Regions from separate parts of the Gasterosteus aculeatus genome. Here region 1 is linked to region 2. A link is a contact called in public Hi-C data. All regions are on one chromosome and are shown on one strand. Each heading gives the region's core, a stretch centred on a gene start, on an enhancer-like site or on the middle of the called end of the contact. The rest is flanking DNA. Distances are from core to core; before and after follow the strand shown.

Region 1 (5,186 bases), core at 2,072-4,571, 52 kb before region 2:
AGGAGCCAGGCATTGACCACAGCGAGGATGATGGTGTGCCAAAAGATGTACATGTACCAGCGACGGGATTTGATGGGGAACTTCTATTTGGCTGTAAATGAGTCCCAACAAATCCACACCTCCCATGTACTTGTTGTAGGCACCAACAAATGTAAGGCCTCTCAACTTGTAGGCACAATGTAGGCTCTGTTGACTTTGTCCCAGCGTTGAATCTTCTGCACAGGTTCAGGTCCAGCAAACGAGGACACAAGTGTGACAGCCCTGTTGTCATACCATTTGACAGCACAGATGTTGTGATTCCCCTCCACTCTGACATCATGGCTTCCACTCCCCTTTTTCTTCAAACTCTTCTCGTCTTCAAGGTTACAGTTGGGTAAGCGCACCTGCCCGGCTGGTCCCACATAATGAATTCCCCGTTCAAGGAGCTTTACTAATAATGGAACACAGGTGAAGTAGTTGTCTACATAGATTTTGTAGTTCTGACTTTCTGGAAGTGTGGAAGCAAGTTTCATCACAACATCATCTGACAATCCAAGTTCAGGTTTGGCTTGGTAGACACTGCCTTGGTAGACATCGAAGTCACACATCATGCCAGAGATTCCAGTTCTCACCAACACTTTGAATCCCCATGGGTTTGGCTTGCCTCGCATATATTGCTTGATGCTGCTGAACCTCCCCTTGAAAGGAATCATCATCTCATCCACAGAGTTGTGCTCTTCTGGTACCACCTGCAGGCATTTCTCTCTGAATGAATCAAGCCATAGTTTATCTTTCTTTTCCGTCTCAGATACTGTCATGTTGAATGTAATGATGTCAACAGGGATTGGAATCTGTTGCGTGGCATCACATCAGCAACAGGGGAGCACTGTGTCTCTGTCTCCCAATACATACGGGTTCCAGCCATTTGTACCAGGCCCATCTTCAGGTACATGCCAAACATTTTTTCAATTTCCTGTACAGTGGTGTTTACAGATTTTCCGTCTGAAAGCTGTACTCATTTGTGTTTTGTGTCAGAGCCTCAATCATGTCTTTGGACACAAACTTCTTGAAGTATTCCCATGGTGTGTGGAGGGAAATGTCATCTCCTGTGATATCCAGACCAGAAAGATCAGTGTTGGGACTGATGAAATCTTTTTTCAGCCAGCGATACCTGTCAGGGGGCATGGTGTGTTTGTTTGTTTGTTTGTGGCTCGATGTCCACGTAATTATCAGCTGGACAGTCCATGGGTGGTTGGTTTTCTTTGTCCACTTGTTGACAGACATCTTCATCTGAGTCTTCATCAGTGTCATTGAGGTCCATCTCAAATTCCCTGTCACCATTTTGGATGGAATCAATCACATCCTGCACACTGTATCGCAACGCTCTCCTTGCTGGTGGCATTCTGAAAATAAAACAATTAATTAACATGTATAAATATGCTGCTTTTTATATTGTAGTACATAACCTGAAGTAATAGGTTGGTGGACCAAGTGCTCAGGGTAGAAATGTTTTCCAATACTGTCCGTTTATTGTAAGTTTCTTTCTAACCTGTTGCTGTCTGCTAAATGTAAATGGCATAGCCTATGCTGTCTACTTATCATGCTAAATGAAACATGCATCCCAATCACCAGCCATTTAGTCAAACAATACTGCTTGTTATGCGCTCTAATTATCATACTAAAAGGAAAGCATGCATACCCCCACTTACATTAACACCCCACATTCAGGAACATGTTCACCTTTCCCAGAACTGAATGGTCTGTTGATATCCTCTGGAATTTTAGGTCAGTCTGATCAAATGAACTACTTTTCAGAGATACAACTTTTAAAATCAGCCAAATGTGACCAGAACACAACAAAAGAGTAGAATGTACAGGTATACTGTCCATGTATAAGAAAATACTCTTTCAGGCAGTGGTGTAGTGGAGGGAATACAACCTGTTTGAGCCCACTGCAACAAGCCAGCTATTTTGACTACCTCACTCACCCAGTGTTGTATAAGTGCAACAAGTATATAACAAGCTCTAAATGAAATTTGATGAATTTATTACACAATAACTACATATGTACATGCTCTAGACATTATAATAACCAAAAAATATATAAAAGACATTTTACTTACTTGAATGTGATGAATCCAGTCCTTTGAAACAAAGATGTTGTTCGAAGGAAACCTTGAGATGTTGTGAGTTCATGGCCATAAGGCGGGATTTATAAACAAATGTATAATCCAATAGCATTGTGAGACTGAACAATAGGACCGAATGACTATGTAAATGTAGTAAACATAAAAAATAACATTGTTTTTAAGGATGGTTAAATGTAACGTTGTAATTTTACAACAATGGGTGTTACAGGGTTAAAGGACTTGTTTACGATTAAAATGTTGGGGTGAATGTGTTTGAATGACTCTCTGGCATGTTTTGGGCAAAGAGCAGCAGAGAGTCTGACCCAGCTTCGCCTCAACAAAGGTGTTCTGACCTTCGACCACACAACACAGATTACCCACCTGGCCTCAGGCTCCACTTGCTCAACTGCTTTGGGCTCATCTGCTTGAGGTTCGGAGAAGTCCAAAACCCGCTTGGTTTCCTTCTTCTGGTGGTACTTGAGAGAGAGTTTGCTCTTCTTGACGGGGCTCCCCGCCGCCGCGACGTGTTCCCCCTGCAGGACGGGCATCTTTCTCCCGCGAAACGTCCCCTCGGGCCGATGCTGGTCTTCACGGAGACGCAACAGCGCACCTCACTGGCGAGAGGAGAGAAACGCGGCGTAACGTCAAATGGGCGCCATCGGAGTTCAACGATAACGAAACCTAAACTACGCGATGAGTTTGGTTGTAACGTTATTTGAATACGGTCAACGACCTGTCGACTGACGCTAGCTAACCGCACTAGCGTTAGCTAGCGGGAACTAGAGACGTGTCCGCTTCAATCGAGTGAACAACGAGTTATATAACGTGTTCGCGTTAGTCTGCGGTGACGTGCTGGTGGCTCTCTCGTTAGCAAAGCCACGTTCAATCCGAAATAGAGCCGTTTACACCGGCAACTGACGTCAGGAACGAGCTGCGGTTTATCGCGCAGCGCGGAGACGAAAGTGGGTCAGAGCGGCGTGGTTGTAAAAACGGCAGCACGTAATCTTTCTTCTTTTTTTTTTACAGTCCAAAAACACAAGCTACGAACCCCCCCCCGTGACGCGTGTACACTCTTACTTGAACAAGTCGATCCAGCGCGAAGTCTTAATGTATTTCACAGAGTATCCAGTCAACAATAATGTTTGCCAGCCGGACGGCGCAGCAGAAGTTGGCGCTTTTTTCTGACGGAAAACCGGAAGACCCGCAGTCATCTGTTCTGCCCGCGAAGCGCCGACACGAAATCAAAACATCGCAAAGAAATGTCCAAATAATGATCAGCCTTGCAATTAAACGTATTTTTGGAGGCATAAAAAAATCCTTTAAATTATCAAATACGTTTGTAAAATTCTATCAGCAGAAATTTCAGGCCACAGGCTTTGATTAAGTCACCTAACTATTTTAGGCCCACATGGCCTCGTTTCGAAGCCATTTTTGTAGTCCTTTATCAAGGTGCTTCAAATTAGATTGAAAAAGAAGGATTCTTCCTTAATTAAAAGACATACGTAAGGCAATATTTATTGGAAAGTGAAATTCAACAAAAAAAAATTAAAAGTTGTAAAATCATTTCATGCAGGACTTTAACTTGAACGTCCCCTTTTTATGTGTTTTCCGAACTTAAATAAATGAAAACAAAAGTTACTTCTTCCATCCGGGCTTAACAGGAAACAGAACGGGTCATGTGCTCGGCAATTTGGATTGAAAGGTAGTACTCCAATGTATTTAAAAGCGTAACAAAACTAACCAGTGATACTGTTACTAAGAACTCAGCATAGTTTAGGTTTGAACCTCCACATAGATTTACTATGTATTATATAAACATGGAGTCTGCCTTTCTTTATCACATGCGCCCAGATAACCGTTGGATCCCCAGGTCCATTTAAATAGATTGTTCTAGATTAGGTCTGTATTGCTTTGGAAAAAAGTTTAATGGATTCACAAGGAAAGGACAGAAGTTTTCATGTTTTTTTGGCCTTTATTTTTTTAAAGATTTTCGCCTCTTGTTAAAGCCACTCAGCCCTAAAACAATTTGTCTGTTGTTTAATTACTCAGACGCGTGGACACAACATTCTCTCTTCAACTGACTTTGGGAACACGTTTCATTAACAATAACAATCGGAACAGAAGGACCTGACCTCCGATCACAGCGTTCCGGAGCGATATCCACCTTCAACCGGCAGGGGGCAACATTGTAGCTGTAAACGGCGGTGGAAGTGTCGAACATCATTCCCACCTCCGCCGGAGCATCTCCTCATCTGACAGTCAGCAGAAGCTTTCCCTCCGCGAATATAGAGGTAAGACACAACTGCGGTTTTTACAGCTTTCTGCGTCATTAGATGAACTAAAATCAGCTGTAAAGGCTGACCGCAAGCGTGGTCGATTGAATCCTCGCCTTCGGCTCATGTGTCTCGGTTGTAAGTGTGTTGATTTTCCATAAGGCGTCAGAGTGATGTTGCGGGCGTGCGTTCTTCATCAAAACAATTGCATGCAAAGGCAAAGCAAGTAAGAAAAATGTGTGTCGTTTCCTTTTCACGCAGGCGGTGTAGGCATTTTCTGGCATGTGGTGGTCTTCGGGGTTGTGCAGGACGAGCCGCCGCTGCAGCTGCAGAGGGGGGGGTTGCTTGGTCAGCAACAAGAATGTGTCGATGGTCATGAGCTACCTACTGTGCCTCAGCTTCCGGAATCACTATTCATTTTCTGGCTTGGTGATCAAGTGGTGTTGCAGCAGAGATGCTGATTCCGTAGTGGAAGGGGGGCAGTCAGGACTGTAGCCCTGTGGTAGTGATGGAGCTGCAGCAAATGCTGTCAGCGTCACCATCCATGTGTTTCATCTTTGCAATCTCCAGTTCTGCTCTGGCTTTAAATCAGTGTGTTTCTTCACCAGAAGCACATACTTCATTCTTGGGATAATTTTAAACTCCACTCATAGTTTAATGGACACTTGCCTAGTGGTAGAATTAATTACACATGTAATAACCAGGAGGGGGTGTTCACAGATTTAACACCGGTGGGGAGGTGTTATGTTCTCTCACATCCCATCTAAAGCCTAACCAGGGGATGCATTTTAAAGAGGGATTACCG
Region 2 (5,606 bases), core at 2,152-4,651:
CTCACTGTGACCCACGCTGGCCATCTCAGAACATTAACACGACAATTTCAAAGAATAGTCTCATATAATTAAACAAGGTTGACCTTCTAACTCCAGCTTACATCGTAAATTGAACGAAATGATAGAAGAAAACAGAGTCAAATGCGAGGCATAAAAAGTGATTAAGGCCACATGGTGACACTGTGACATATGCTTGGCAAGTACTAAGTGCTTTTTTTGTGTCCAGCTAAAGCCAATCCAATTAAAACCCAAATCATACCTGCTTAAAACTTGTCCCACCCCTCCTTACCTCTTAATATCTTGCCCAGACTACAAACCTCCGTTTTATACACATACATTTATATACATACGCTTACATACGTTGCAACAGCACACAAAACTTGCTCCTTCACACTTATTTTCACACAGTATTTACTGCTTGCACTCTAATCACGTGCATGAATGCCCTTCCTTCTCCAAAATACCAAAGGCCCAGAACAAAAAGCAAATATCCAGCAGTGTTGTCCTCCCTGTCACAGACTTATCCGTCTCAGGTATGTGAACGGGGCTCAGAGCCAGTCAGTAGATAAAAGGCAGGACTTGCATTAACTCATCACTCGGCACCTGTCCGATTCCTATGTGTGTGTTGTTGAACACATAATGTAGTTTCTGTATGCTGTAGCTGGAGTCCAGTGCACAGTGAGAGCGTGACCCATCAGGGCGTATCACTGCTTGAGACATTCAGAATGACTGTGCATGACAGACCAGCAGCATGAGCGCACCGCGGATATTATTGGGCAGCGAATCAGAGCAAACTGTTGCTGTTGAGGTTCACGTGTCCCATCAATCCGTCAGACCATTGACAGATGTGTCTAAACTGCCGAGGCCCACAAGCCTCAAGACAGTATTTACACAATAACTGGTCTCCATCTCTTGGCTGTAGGTTATGTCGGATTGATGGTATAAAAGAAAATCAGGCAAAAAACAAACGCAAATGCCGGTACAAATTTGAATGTTTAATATGGTCCATTTGAAAGTACTTGAACGTGCCATCTTGTTGTTGTTTGCAGGGAGAAAGTGAACCAGGGGTTCATAGACGCCTGCCTCTATGTAAAAGACCGAATGGAAGAGGTTTCTTCACCAGATAAAGAAATGGTAAGACTTTCTTTTGGCTGTCGTAATTCTTCAAACTCGTCTGCAAAGTTAATTGCTTGCCTGTTGATAAGTTATTCAGTGACTGAGAAAAAGATAAAAACATTTTTTGCGGAGGGAAAATATTTAAGATTCTAAAATAATGTGGCTCACAGTCCCGTTCCTCAGGCTGAAAACACGAGCTGCTCAACAACCCAAACACTAAAAAATGTTCACAGAACAGTAGAAACGCTTCCACGGGCGGCTTTCTCACAGCATCCTTCCCTCCTCTCTCCCCCAGCGCCAGGTCCTAGTGGTGCTCTACCAGGAGTGGTTCAAGATATCCAGTCAGAAAGAATCGCAGGCCGATACCGTCAGATTGTACCTGAGACAAGTGGGCTTCACCACGCCCACCCTCCTGCCATACGTAGTCAATTTAACCGACGGCAACGGGAACATGGCCCTCCACTACAGTGTGTCACATTCAAACTTCCCCGTGGTCAAACTGCTGCTGGATACCGGTGAGATGCAAACACACACACACGCAGTGAAAAACTCAGGTGAATGAAGCAGAAGAGCTTGAATACGGAGTTTATGAAAAGGATTGCAGCAAACGCTGTATTTTATTAAAACATTTTGTTTCCAGGTCTGTGTGAGACGGACAATGTAAACAAGGCAGGCTACACTCCCGTGATGCTTGCTGCACTGACAGCTGCCGAGAGCTCTGACGACCTGGAGGTTGCACAACAGCTGTTGAGAATGGGTGACGTCAATGCGTGCTCCAGACAGGTAATATCAATACATACATGCCTGCACGAAATCATTGGGCGCGCTGAGCAGACTGGATTTTGAAGGATTATCTCTGTCGTCTGACGTGTTGTACATTGGGTTGTATTTCAGTTATGGGGATTGAATAACTCCTCTGGGGGAAATGACTGTATCTTTGGACATTTTTACAAGTGGCTCTCTTCACTGGAATATTTTCAACAACTTTTTATTGACATCTGCAGTGCAAACCGAACAAAATGTAACAGCATGCAATCTTACACTTTTTTTCCCTCCACTTTTCACTTAATTTTCCATCTCTTCTTCTTTATCTACTTCCTCCCTCATCTCCGAACCCGCATCTCGTTATCTCTCCATCATAAAATCCCTCTCCCCCATTTAATTCTAATTCTCCGTATCTCTTCCTCTTTCTCCAGGCGGGCCAGACGGCGCTCATGCTCGCGGTAAGCCATGGCCGCGTTGCCATGGTAAAGCTGCTCCTGAGCTGCGGTGCGGATGTAAACGCACAGGACCGAGAGGGCTCCACGGCCCTGATGTGTGCCAGCGAACACGGACACACCAACATCGTTCGCATGCTGCTGGAGACGGGCCGCTGTGACAGCACCCTCACGGACAAGGTGCACCGCTGTACCGTAAAGTACAACGTATACTGCCAACTGCGCTGTTTCACCTTCATCCAAGAAGACGAGAATATCAGCAGGCTCAACTCAACGAGGGCACTTTATTCACTGAGAGGACCGCCATCGCTGCTTCACCTCGACACCTATTTATTTGCCTGCCGTGTTGCAAAAAGGCCACCGGGGTCACACACATACATGGAATATATAACTAGACATCGGGCTGCGTCGCGTGCAGCGTCGGTTAGAGCAGACGGTGCCTCGCCCACACAATGGAGATTGATTGTTGTACCTGGTAGTCTATTGATTGCTCCAGAGGGTCGATTCTCCTCCACAGCTCGAGGTGCGCAGTCAGATAACGCCATATCACGGCGGCAATACAGTAATGTCACTCCTTAATCAACACGTTGCTGCGTTGAAGGCTACTGTAACATTGAAGCATTTCTGGAGCGGTTTTTGCTGCCCGGCGACCTCAGAGGATAACTCATGCCATGATGATGACGGGTTAGGGGTTAGGGTTATGTTTTTACCGGTGTTTAGATTGATCACATGGATGTTAATGTCGTGCAGGCCTTCAGGCATTTCCTTAATAACCTCCCACGGTATATTTTGTAACCTGGCCTATTTCGTAGGTAATTGATGCCGAGAAACTTGTCAGCGAATATTATTATTTTAATCCTTGCAGAGGAGAAAATGATTAGATGAGCTTTACAACGTATCTGGCATTGCAAGAAGAGAAAAATTCTAAAACCCTATTTCCTGATACTGGACCCAGCTCTTCCAATGATCTTACAGCTAAGTTGCATTGCCTGCATTGGGGCAGTTGCAGTAAATACACATAGACTATAATGTGAAGTTGCTAGAGAGAGAGAGCAACACAACACTGCCACTGTCAGGATATGATGAGTTCCTGCAATACTCTTGAAACTGTGACAATTCGTTTTGTGTTTCCCCAGAATGGACAGACAGCGCGATCTGTGGCAGAGGGAGCCGCCCACCAAGAGATACGTGACCTTCTGAAGGCCCACGCTGAAACCCGAGGCCCCGAGTCCTTTTTTACCACGGACCTCCAGTGACATCCAAACCACTCTCGCTCTCCAACCAACAACCGCACAATTTACACAACTTTTTGCCCACCAACAAAGAGGAAAAAGGATTTCACTCAAATGAACTACAGACAGGAGGACACCATACAAGACTTAGTATGCAGAGTGAAAAAAGTGGATGTACTCGCTTGCTGAGGCCCTGTGGGTGTTTATGGAAATGCTGCATTTAACCACTCAGTGGATAGACAACAAATGAGACCCTGTGGATTTGATGATAAGGCATTGCCATGGTGACAATTGACAGGAAATCACATATGAGACAGGGTGAGAATATTAAAGGGCAGCAGGGACGGACCGAATCGCAAGTGGATGAAGAGATGCTCTAAAAACGTCTGCTTCTTATCTTATCAACGAGCTCTTCAAGCAAAAATACTAAGCACATGATCTACCTTTCAAATATATAATATTAAATATGACATAATTTCTATTTTTCCTTCATGAGATTGGCATTATCATTTCCATATTTGAATATGGAAATGATTGAGAAATGATACACACCATATATGTAGAATGTTATTCGAATGCATTATACTCATACAGAAACAAAGAAAACTGTATTTTCTGCTGCACTTTTTTTTTATTGTGTTTGTGTAAAGGAAATAGTCCTCTCTAAGAAACCATATAAAAGTGTCTAAAAGTGTGAATTATAAAAAAGATGTTATATAATTATAGAATAGAGTGTCCAGGTAAATTTCCCATCATTCAGTGGATATTAAACAATAATTATTGTATTGTTTTTGCCATAGTAATGATGTTTTTCCAGATACAGGGACATGGGTGAAAATGTTTTCTGTTGAACATTTCTATGTTACGAATTTTTATAACCACAATGTTACCAGATTAAAGAAAGACAAACGTTTTCTAATAAGAAGATTGTTCAGTTCAGAAGGTGCTGCATGACGATACACAGTTACTCTCCCTACTGGCTGGCATTTAATACTAAACGAACAACAGTATGTTGTAATACTGTTTTCATGATAAGCGTCTCTCTCTCTCCCTCTTGGTCCCTCAGTTCAAATACAATATGTGTCTTGTTTGCCTTCTCATTTCAAATCCAATCCTGTATGCAACTGCTACAAAATGCACAATGAATGTCAGGCCGACTATGATACATTCCGAGAAAACAATCTAGCAAGTATAACTGTACCGGCTTGGATCATGGGACTAAATAATTGTTCACCATGTGCGACTAAAGACACTTAATCTTTACAACAAATGTCTGGTCTGCCTGTTCTCAAATGACTAACAATTCGATGCCGCTTCAAGTAATTCATAATTTCAAAACGATATGTCAAAAACAAGTTTTTTTTTATTGCTGCAATGCGGAAAGAAGCAATATCGATGCTAACTTTTAAATCCTAAACCTCTAGGGGGAGGAACTCTGGTCCAGCCTTAATCAGATGACGATGTCACATCTTAGAGATAAGATGTGTTCCAGGGAGTGTGGTCGTCGTCTTCTTCTATTTTAAACAAACGCACACCCATATTTCTAAAGAATCTTTGAACAGAAGTTCTGGTTTGATTCAATGTTTACAACGTAACAGCTCACCTTCAGTGACCCCTGCGGAAAACGCCCAGCAGACAATGTTATCAACAGATCGGTAACGTTCCACAGTAACTGAAACAAAAGTTAATTAAATGCTCTGTTTAACAGACTTTTGGAAGTAACATTGTCAACTAATTGGGTACTGCCTCGAGTTTGTAACACAGGCTTTCTGTTGTAAACCTTTAGTCTCCATGACAAGATAAATCTAATGATATTGTCCAGTTACTTCTTAAAGGAAACTCCTCCAGAGACGACATCAGCCACATGTTCTCTGTCTGACCGGGTTAATTGCTGGGGTCACTGGAGGTGGCATTTGAAGGTGAATACCACTCACATTAACAACTGCCATGTGTGATCTGCGGGAGGCCAATCTGCATTGAGGTGCAGACGGCGCCGTGCAAACGCTGTCCAGTTCTGAGATAATCGCCTTTCTTTTTACGA

Evidence for each region. Hi-C and Micro-C count contacts between places; a contact is called where the count stands out from the background.
Region 1: a Hi-C map of skeletal muscle shows a contact between it and region 2, with 11 times the contacts expected there. The contact joins the promoter of usp1 here to the enhancer-like site in region 2. A contact is called at or near these places in 4 of 6 Hi-C or Micro-C datasets (skeletal muscle, tail fin and whole body).

Annotation. Positions count from the first base shown.
Region 1 is chr8:10,421,944-10,427,129 of fGasAcu3.hap1.1, reverse strand. usp1 (ubiquitin specific peptidase 1) reads right to left here and starts at 3,321. Exons shown (of 9, transcript XM_040183396.2): 1 at 3,186-3,321; 2 at 2,490-2,722. The coding sequence starts at 2,656. It overlaps kank4 (KN motif and ankyrin repeat domains 4), which reads left to right and starts at 2,663. Exons shown (of 9, transcript XM_040184043.2): 1 at 2,663-4,399.
Region 2 is chr8:10,369,751-10,375,356 of fGasAcu3.hap1.1, reverse strand. It overlaps kank4 (KN motif and ankyrin repeat domains 4), which reads left to right. Exons shown (of 9, transcript XM_040184043.2): 6 at 1,050-1,134; 7 at 1,412-1,631; 8 at 1,757-1,899; 9 at 2,313-4,487. The coding sequence ends at 2,912. Among protein-coding and RNA genes, the nearest start is that of usp1, 51 kb to the left of the region's middle. Within about 2 kb of position 3,401, at least 4 of the 9 cell types and tissues checked have open chromatin away from gene starts, as enhancers often do.